Regions from separate parts of the Gossypium hirsutum genome. Here region 1 is linked to region 2. A link is a contact called in public Hi-C data. All regions are on one chromosome and are shown on one strand. Each heading gives the region's core, a stretch centred on a gene start, on an enhancer-like site or on the middle of the called end of the contact. The rest is flanking DNA. Distances are from core to core; before and after follow the strand shown.

Region 1 (4,543 bases), core at 853-3,352, 320 kb before region 2:
CAATAAAAGTTAAAGGATAGAAAACTAGAATCAAATCCGCCGTTTCTCTGAAGCCTGACTAGTTTGCTCCGCTCTTCCTTCTTCGCTCATTCTGTTGAATTGAGGCTTCTACAAGCACTTGAATGTTACTATCCAAGGTGGTTGAAGGGTTATCTTCAAATAGGGAAATTGGCAAAGGAAATTAGAAGAGAAATGGGAAACAAATGAGAGAAAGTGAGTGAAAGAGAGAGAGATGTGTGGAATGAGAGGTGTGTTTAATAAATAGGTGAATGGGGTATTTATAGGTGGGATTGGTTGTTAAAAATAGAAAAAAATTAGCCGCCATATACCCCCCTTGGCTAGCCACACATGTAGCAAAGTTTGAATGTTTCAAACTTTGCTAAATTTAGCTTGGGGCAAATCTTTAAAAGCACAGAAAGTGGAAGGGTTTGAATGCGATTTCAAGGAAACATAAAGGGCTAATTCACAAGTTAATAAATTAGCTATTTTTAGCTGATTGGGTCAGCATGTTGGACGGTATTGGGCAGACCGATTGCTCGGTTGGATCAATCTTTTGTATTAGCACAACTGGGACTCCTTTCCAAATATAATTAATAATAATTATTTAACCCAAAATAAATTGGATAAAAAGAAAAGTTAATTATATTATGTATTAATATTCATAATTTGGACCATTTTAGGCTGAAAAATCAATTCGCTTCAATGCGTCAAAAAACGCTTCTCGATTTTGAGCTTCTAGCAGTTTTTGTCGAGTCAATTTTCACTCTTTATGCAAATTTGTTGAAAATAAATGAAAATTTATGAAAATTTATTATAAAATTAATTCAAAATTAATATGTTAATAATTTGAGTACAATTTAATTATTTTATAATTATATTATATTTTTCAACAAGAATTACTATGAAACTGCATGAATTTGAGTTTAAAATGACATGAAAAAGTCTATATTTTTGTGTTTCCATTGCTTGCAATAAAGTTCCTTTCGGTCCGTTTCTAAATTAAGAGGTAATTTGGTATTAATAATTTCACTCAATACCTTATTGGACGATAAGATTCAGTCAACCGAGTGAATTGCATCTTAAGATCTTTTTATTATTATTATAAAACTCTCCCATTTTTAATACGACAAAACCACAAATCAAGACGCACACCAATCGCTTTTAGTCTATTAGGAACATCACCCAAATTCTCATTCCATAATTTTAGCACCTTCGGCTCATACGTATCCTTTAATAACCAAGAAGCTTCGAATTTAAAATGTCAGTATTTCCCACGATTATTTCCTCAATCAGACTATAATAATAAGGGACTCTGATAAGAAAAAGCATGAGGAAGAAGATTCAATTTGTAGTTCTAAAATAAATCACCCTAAGCTTTATTAATAACCTAACAATCTAGCCATTCCCGAATGTTATTTGCGTAAGCCCGTCCTCTCTCCCATGTAAAGCATTGACCAATATCCCCCAAGTCTATAAGAGAGCAATCAGAAAAAAGTTTCTTGAAATCTACTCATTTGTATCTACCTTTGAGGTAACCCTCCTTTCTTTTCTGACAAATAAACTATTTCACTGAAATCCTCAATAACCAACCAAGGGATATGGGAACAATCATCCACAGAGTGCATTAAATTCCATGATGCCTTCCTCTGACTCTCCTCTGGTGCTCTATAAAACCTCGTACATCTCCAAGTTTTACCATATATATCTTCATCAACCATCATATTAATCTGCCTCATCGAAAAAGATCGTGATACCTTGCAATCATTACGCCAACCCAATGATAAACCCCCACTTCTACCATTCGAGTCAACGTTAATCCCATTCAGGAATCCACATTTACATCTTACCTCCACCATCGTAGAACCTTGTAGTTTTGTCTCTATTAAGAAAACTACAAAGGGATTGATATTTGTCAGCAAATGCTGGAGACGACGAACTATCTGAAACCTCTCCAAGCCTAAAATGTTCCAACTAAGCAGCTTCATTGTGTTCGGAGCAGGCCTTCCAATCTATTAGTGTTAGGTACCTGTAGCAGAGTACCTAGTGCTTCATTCGAATCTTCATGAAAAGAAACTCTTGAAGGAGTTGACCAAACCCAGGGTCGCTTTAGCCCATCACTGTGTTTTATTGGGCTATGTTCCTCTTCGTAGTGAACCATATCTACGTCATAATCGTTGCCACAGTCTTTAGACGCTTGACCTAAATTGACTACTTTTAATTGGCCTAAAACTAAAGGTGCATTGACCACCTTATTTATAAGAAGAGAATAATTGGAAATAAATCCTGAATAAGCCCTCTGATTAACTTGCCCCAATTAAGGAATCCCATAATATATCATTTCTGCAAATTTTATGGAGTTACCGGATTTGGAGCCATCACCCCTTTTGTCCTCCACCAACCATTTGCTCTTCCAAGCCGAATTTCTCCTTAACTAGGCCTGTAGAGAGATAGCCCATCGAAACATATATTTCTATCGCGGACTATGGGCTCTAATTGGACAAAAACTTTCACCATGCCCTAACTTACGACAGGGAAAGCAAAATAAAATGAGCTTTTCATATTCAAATCGCACAAAAATTGACTCACTATTCGGGATAGTGAGTTTTTTTTTTCCTTATTCTTAATGGTTTTCTAACATCAAGTCTCACCCTTACCCGCATTATTCTTTTATAACCCAATTGAATTATTGCTACATCATACTCAACAAAATTGCCGATAAAACTGCCCAACTGGCGAGCTAAAGTTTCAAACATGGATCCAAGCGGTAGTTCATAAATTTACGTCCAAAATTCCACCCAAAATAACGGAATAGAAAGAGGGTTGTCCCCCTCCTTAAGTGGATGTAATACTAGAATATGAGAGTTAAAGCTCCAAGGACCATTTCTTTTGACTCTGACCACATCAACTTCGAAATAAAAATGGAATAGAAATCGCTCGTGCCCTAGATCCGAGATGGAAACACGTCCTATAGGACACCAAACATTAGCCAACGTCAATTTCATCGCTTGAAAATTAACAACACTAGATGTAAGAAATGTTCCTAGATAACAGTTTGCATATGATGTTTCACGTTCAGACACATCAACCCCCAAGTGAATGGTCTGTTCTTTCTCATCTTCAAGAGAAAGATATGCTATTGAGTCTTTCATAAACACCAAATCCAAAAAACAAAACAAAGAGAAAATCGACAAATAGAACAGAAAAGAAGAATAGTGCTAGCAATAGCAAAAGGCATGTCAAAAGACATAGAGAAAGCGTGTCAAAAGACAAAGAAAAATGTAATATGATTGTTTTAAATTTGAACCATACAATAAAGTTATTTCAAAATTCTATTTTATTATATATATATGATATATATGATATGTTATGATATGATGTGTATGTATGCTATCATATATAAAATAAAGAAAATAAAAAAAGTAAGGTTACCTGTTTTTCCTTATTTCTAGCCCGATAGGTTGGATAAAAAATAAATGTTATATTTATATTTTATTTAATTTTTTTATTTTTATGAAATTCTATTTTTTAGTTTGTAATTTTAATAATCAACTATTTTATATAATTATATAAGTAAAAGAATAATTATGAAATTAAGATAAATTTTAATATAATTTTTTATATAGTGCAAATTTTAGGAAAGCTAAAATTAAAGAAAATATAAAGTTCTGATTTGAAAAAATTCAATGCATATGTTTAGTAAAAAATCAAATGAATTGAAAAAAAAAATATTGTATGAGATGAATGAGGATAGGAGAATTTTTCAAAAAAACAATTTCCATAATATATATTCAAAATTAAATCAATACACAATCAAACTATTTTTTTCCTGTAATTAACCATCTAGAAAATGAGATGAATGAGGAGATAGACCGGTAATAAAGTTGGATTGTAATTACACTAAAATCAATGCAAGAATTTACCAATTGATGTGAGGATTAATTGATTTGCCAAATGTCATCAAAAAAACAATGCCAACAAAGTCAATTTTCCTATTTTGTTTTTTTGTATATGTATATTTGCATACTCGCCATACACAAATTAATAGTGTTTATCAATGTTTTTAAAAGAAATAAAAAATAATGTAAATTTAATGTTAACATAAAAAATAAAATACTATTACATCATGTTTGGTTTACCATAATGAAATAAAGCTGTTATGGAATAAAGCTGTAATCAGTAATTCAATTGTTTGATTAAATGGAATGGAATAAAACTGTAATAGCATTCTTGTATACGTTTGAATCGAATAGAGCTGTAATAGCATAAGAAAAAAAGTTGAAATGACTAGAGTACCCTGAGTAGAAATTTTTTAAATAGATTATTATTGTTATTGTTATTGTTATTAAATTTTAATAGGATTATTATTAAACATAATTTAATAAAAATAAATAATTTAATCATATTTTTTTAAAGATGTGTTAAAATATCATTAGTGAAATAAATAATTTAATTATCCTCTAAAAAAACAAAAGATTAGAAGTAATAAATAGCTTGAGAATTATATTTTACATCCAAACATAATGTTCATACATTAAGAAAAAGT
Region 2 (4,840 bases), core at 1,946-4,445:
TGATCATTTTCTTTATTTCCCATACATATTAGCTCTTCAGCAACAATATTTCGAGATTTTATTTTTTAAAATTTTTTTCTAGAATTTTCTATTTTAAAATAATTTTAAATTCTTTAATAATTTTAATATAGAATCAAGGTAAAATTAATAAAAAAATATAAAATTTGATGACTAAATTATTATATCAACTAAAAAAAATGTTATTTAACAATTGAGCGGCATAAAAAATAATTTTGAAAACTTTAATAATTAAATTGTATTTTTTTAAGTATAATTTTAAAAACTTTAATGATTAAATTGTATTTTTTTAAGTTAAGTGAAAAAGATAAAAATTTACTCATTATTTAAGCACTAATGATATATTTAAAGCATCAACATGGGCCCGCCACTCCCCTTTTATAATTATTTTTTTTTCCCTTTTCTTCAGCCCTTTCCTCTTCTACTTTCTTCGTTCTTTTCTTTCTCTACTTCTCCTTCACAACCCTACCACCATGAGCCACCGCCGTCCATGGCTTTCTTCGGCTGGTCCCTACCATTAACACAAAACCGAAGCTCTCGTCACACTCTCCTCATTTAAGGCTTAGAATTTTTAAAATGGCCTAAAACCCTTCTGAATCTACCCTTCGGATCACGATCGATTTGCAAATACCGCCGTTCAACCGCCTCGATTTTCCAGTATGTTATTCTCCGCACTGGAGATCCGAACCCAAAAGATTAGTGGCGTTTCTTTTTATTTTTCGATTTCTTTTACTATTTTTTGAATACCGACTTTTCTCTGTTTGGAGGTGCGGTTCGGATGAAGCTCTTCCTTCTTTTCGGTTTTGCAGGCTTCGATTCAGGTCCCTTTCTCTTTTTTCTTTTAGTTGAATTTGTGGTTGGGTTCTCTATTGGTCTCTGTTCGCTTGCTGCTGGGTTTGTGAGTTATGGTTTGGGGAGCTAGGCTTGGTGCTGAAGTATGATGATGGATAGTTAAGGTGTTGCAAGAGGGCTATGGAAATGGTGGAGTTGGGCGAGTTGAGGAGGTTGCTGTTTAGAGATGGTAATGGTTAATTGAGGGAGGGGAGCTAGTGTATAGACGAGGCAAGGTGTTGAATGGTGAAGGCAGTGGGGTGCTTGATTGGTGTTGGTAACGGAGGTTTTGGCTTCTGGGTTAGCTCAGACAAACCAAGAATCTTGCTGTGCTACTGCTGTCTTCTTTTTTTCTGAAAATTTTGCTAACGTCCACTTCTTCTTGTTGCAGGGTGCTTATAACGGAGCACTGGCGTGGGACTTTGGTGAAGCTGGTGTGTGCAGCAGGGTGGTTGATGGGATTTGTCGACAGAGGGTATGGTGGTGGCAGTAATCGGTTGATGAGATGGTGACTATGTGAGGGACCGAAATGCATAATTTGTGAAAGTCAAAGGGCTTTTTATATATACATACCAATGGGTTAAAGCCCAAAACTTTTAAATTTAAATTAATGCAATAAAAATTCTTCTAATCTAAATAATTAGTGTCTATACTTAAATCACTTTTCAAGAGCAAATTTTTCTATCAACATGATAGAAGTTTTATTTATTTTTCTTGATGATTATTCATTCTAGAGCTAAAGAAAAAGAAGCAAAGATTAGTAGGGTGATGCTGATGGCAACTGAAAGAAAAACACATACAGAATCAAGTAATCACAATGTACTTTTTAATAACCCAACTTGATCTTCATATTCCTTAATGTTCCCTCTAGGATTCTCCTCAAATCTTGCTATCCTGAACTGTTTTAGCTCAACTCCCTTTGCCTTTCCTATAAGCGCTAAATCAGCCAATATCCTCCCTATCGCGGGTGACATCTTGAACCCATGACCTGAAAACCCACCTCCGATCACCACATCCTTCCCGAACTCCCCTCCCAAAAAATCGATCACGAAATCCTCATCAGGTGTCATCGAGTACACACACAATTGAGTTATGACTGGTTTGCTCGAATCGACTTTCCCTTTGAATCTTTGCTCAACCCATTGCTTTAATGAGTCGGGCACAAGTCCTGGTCCCCATGGCCTTTTGTCTGGGTTACATTGATAGCCTCCATGTACTGCTACTTTAATCAATCCCGGGTACTCCAGTGACGGTGTTCCATAAATGTATGGATGTCCGTAGCTAGCGAACGTCGGAAAATCATTTCCAATTGTATACTCGACCTCGTGTCCGTCCTTAATCCGCCAATAACATACATTGGTTTCCAATGGTTGGATAGGAAGTTCAATGCCGCACACCGTTTTAACCAAATTTCTCATCCAACCACCCACTGTCACCACACATTTTTTGCCCCAAAAAATTTCACCGTTACTTGCAGCTACCTTCAGTCCTCGGTCACCATCTTTGTTTATGCTAACCACTTTGATGTTGTCCTTAAGGCATGCACCATTCTTGAAAGCCAGCATTTGGAACATTGACACTGCCTTGGTGGGCTTGATGATGCCGCCAAGCTCGCACGACACACCAATCCAGTCCTCCGGTATATTGATCCGTCCCGAAAATCTTTCAGCGACTTCCCGGTGATCGAGGACTTGGTACCGGATGGCGTTCTTTCGACAAGTAGCGATCACAGAAAGGAGACTCTTGGTGTCGGATGGACCCATGTCGAACTGTTGGGCCTTGAAGTAAACCTTGAACCCGATTTCAGATTGAGCCTGCTCCCACAACCGATAGGACTCATCGACCAAGCCGAAGTAGTAGTCTTCAGGGTACGTTGCTCGTATGGTGCGTGACTCGCCGTGAGACGAACCTCGATGGTGGAGAAAGTCAAACTGCTCGAGGAGTAGCGTTTTTTGGCCTCTTTTGGCTAGTTGGTACGCCGTGGAGCTCCCCATGACGCCCGCCCCTACGACGATTACGTCAAATTCAAAGTCCGAATATCCCATATTCGTCGCACTGTTACAGTGACAGAAAGGGGGTTTAGCTATTCCTTTCAACTTGGCTTAGTTATTATTTCGCAGTGTGTGGCATATATAGTAGTACTAGCCAATAGCAGTAGGCATCTAAAATGATATTTTAATGTAAAAAAAGGCCCACATTTGGGAGGTAATTTCATTATTGCCATATGTTGTTTGTTTCTTCCTGATTTGACTAAAGATTAATCTAAATTCCGTAATACATACGAAAGTTGGTAAGCAATATATTTGGAACGTTTCATGTTCTAATTATGCTTCCAGTTCATGTATTTTTTCACATTTTAGATTCAGTCCTTTCTTTTTAATTCTATAAAATTCCTCAATTCCGTTCATTTAATAATTATAGTTTAATTAATAGAATCCTTAAAATATTTATATTAAAGTTGTTGTAAGCATTTTTGTTCGAGTTAAACTTGAATTAAGTTTGATTTGCACAATAAAAAAGATTCAAACTTTTGAATTTTATGATTATTTTTTACCCATGATTATTGTTATTAATAAAAAAAGATCTCGTGTTTTCTTAACAAAACCCAATGTTTTGAAATTAAATTTTCTTTATATTTTCTCAAATTTGTAAAATTGTTTTTGTTTAAAATTAATTATGACATAGAAAATTATGTGACATTTTAAAATTAATATGACGAAAGTAATGAAAAAAAGTCTGAATAATCTTACAACACCGTATTTGCTTATTTAACCACGTAATCATTTAAAAAAGAAAAAACAAATCACATAATTCAATTTTGAGTTAAGTCAATGCACTAAATATAACAGAAATACAACAACAATGAGCATAATTAATGCAATGGCATCAAAATCAAGTGCAAGGAAAAACATTATTCTTTTGCTGCACATTGATGGCCACCACAATTAAGGTTGAAATGAAGTCTTCTTAATGATGAAATAGGACTTTATTGAAAAAAAAAAGGGACTTTATCATTTAAAAAAAGAGTTGATAATGAGAATCTTGTGGAAAGCCAATCCCTTTGTCATATTAGGTAGCTTTATTTGTGCAACACCCTTCATTTTTGTCACCATCCATTTATCCCTTTCTTTTTTTTCTTTTTTTCTTTTTATGGTTAATTGATCTTTTGCTTTCTATGATGGCCCACTATAGTATTATTATTTGATTATAAGCTCAGTGTATTTATGCATGTATGCTGAGAAATTAATAACATGGTGTTTGTTTTAAGCAGGTTCCAAAAATGGAGGGTCTTGGTTTACCTAATGCAATCACAATTGAAATGATTTTGTTTATTCAGTAGGTTCTGCAATATACAGACTGGCATTGTAGCATCAATCTATCATAACGACAAATTGAATGTGGCATGGCTGACTCATCAATGACTAAACATTTGACCCACTAACAATCCTTTATACAACCCTTTTTTGTATGATAACTGGACACGTGTTACAATCCTAATCAAGTTTTCGTATGGGTGGTTCACGGCTGTAAGGAAACATGTATGAAAATCCATTTATATATTTATATAAACATCCATGATTTCATTTCATGGTTTGTTCCTAACTACTTGTTAAGACGTAACCACGATCATACTAGACAAACTTAGCATGCAATGCATTTCGACTGTATCTCTAATACTTAAAATTCCTTGACAACTCACTAAGTTCTTTTCTTAGAGATCCCTTATTACTCCTAAGCTAACTATTTACTTTACCTTTTTCTGCCAAAAGCATTGTTTGGGCGAATAGAACCACGTCAACCTATTCTCTTTAGAGACTTCGCCCAAGGGAGTACTCGCAAACTTTAACTCTTAGTCGAATCTAACATTTAGCCTTCTCAGGACCTATTCTGAAATTCTTGCAATATTCAAACATTAAAGCTTCACCGGGTGGGGTGTCACGGTTTTAAATAAAAGAGATCTTCCACCAGGCACTAGAGTTGGAAAGTTAGA

Evidence for each region. A called contact is a pair of places that touch in the nucleus more often than the background predicts.
Region 1: a Hi-C map of leaf shows a contact between it and region 2, with 1.7 times the contacts expected there. The contact joins the enhancer-like site here to the promoter of LOC107962338 in region 2. A contact is called at or near these places in 8 of 34 Hi-C or Micro-C datasets (callus, hypocotyl and leaf).

The regions. Positions count from the first base shown.
Region 1 is chrA06:46,067,195-46,071,737 of Gossypium_hirsutum_v2.1, reverse strand. The region is part of intron 7 of LOC107962336; the gene reads left to right. Among protein-coding and RNA genes, the nearest start is that of LOC107962336, 17 kb to the left of the region's middle. Within about 2 kb of position 2,102, at least 5 of the 9 cell types and tissues checked have an H3K27ac peak or open chromatin away from gene starts, as enhancers often do. A contact at or near this core is called in hypocotyl and leaf, where this site is marked.
Region 2 is chrA06:45,749,475-45,754,314 of Gossypium_hirsutum_v2.1, reverse strand. It overlaps LOC107962338 (probable sarcosine oxidase), which reads right to left and starts at 3,195. Exons shown (of 1, transcript XM_016898681.2): 1 at 1,512-3,195. The coding sequence starts at 2,894. The coding sequence ends at 1,662. It overlaps LOC107962339 (a long non-coding RNA gene), which reads left to right and starts at 271. Exons shown (of 2, transcript XR_005928685.1): 1 at 271-675; 2 at 828-1,510.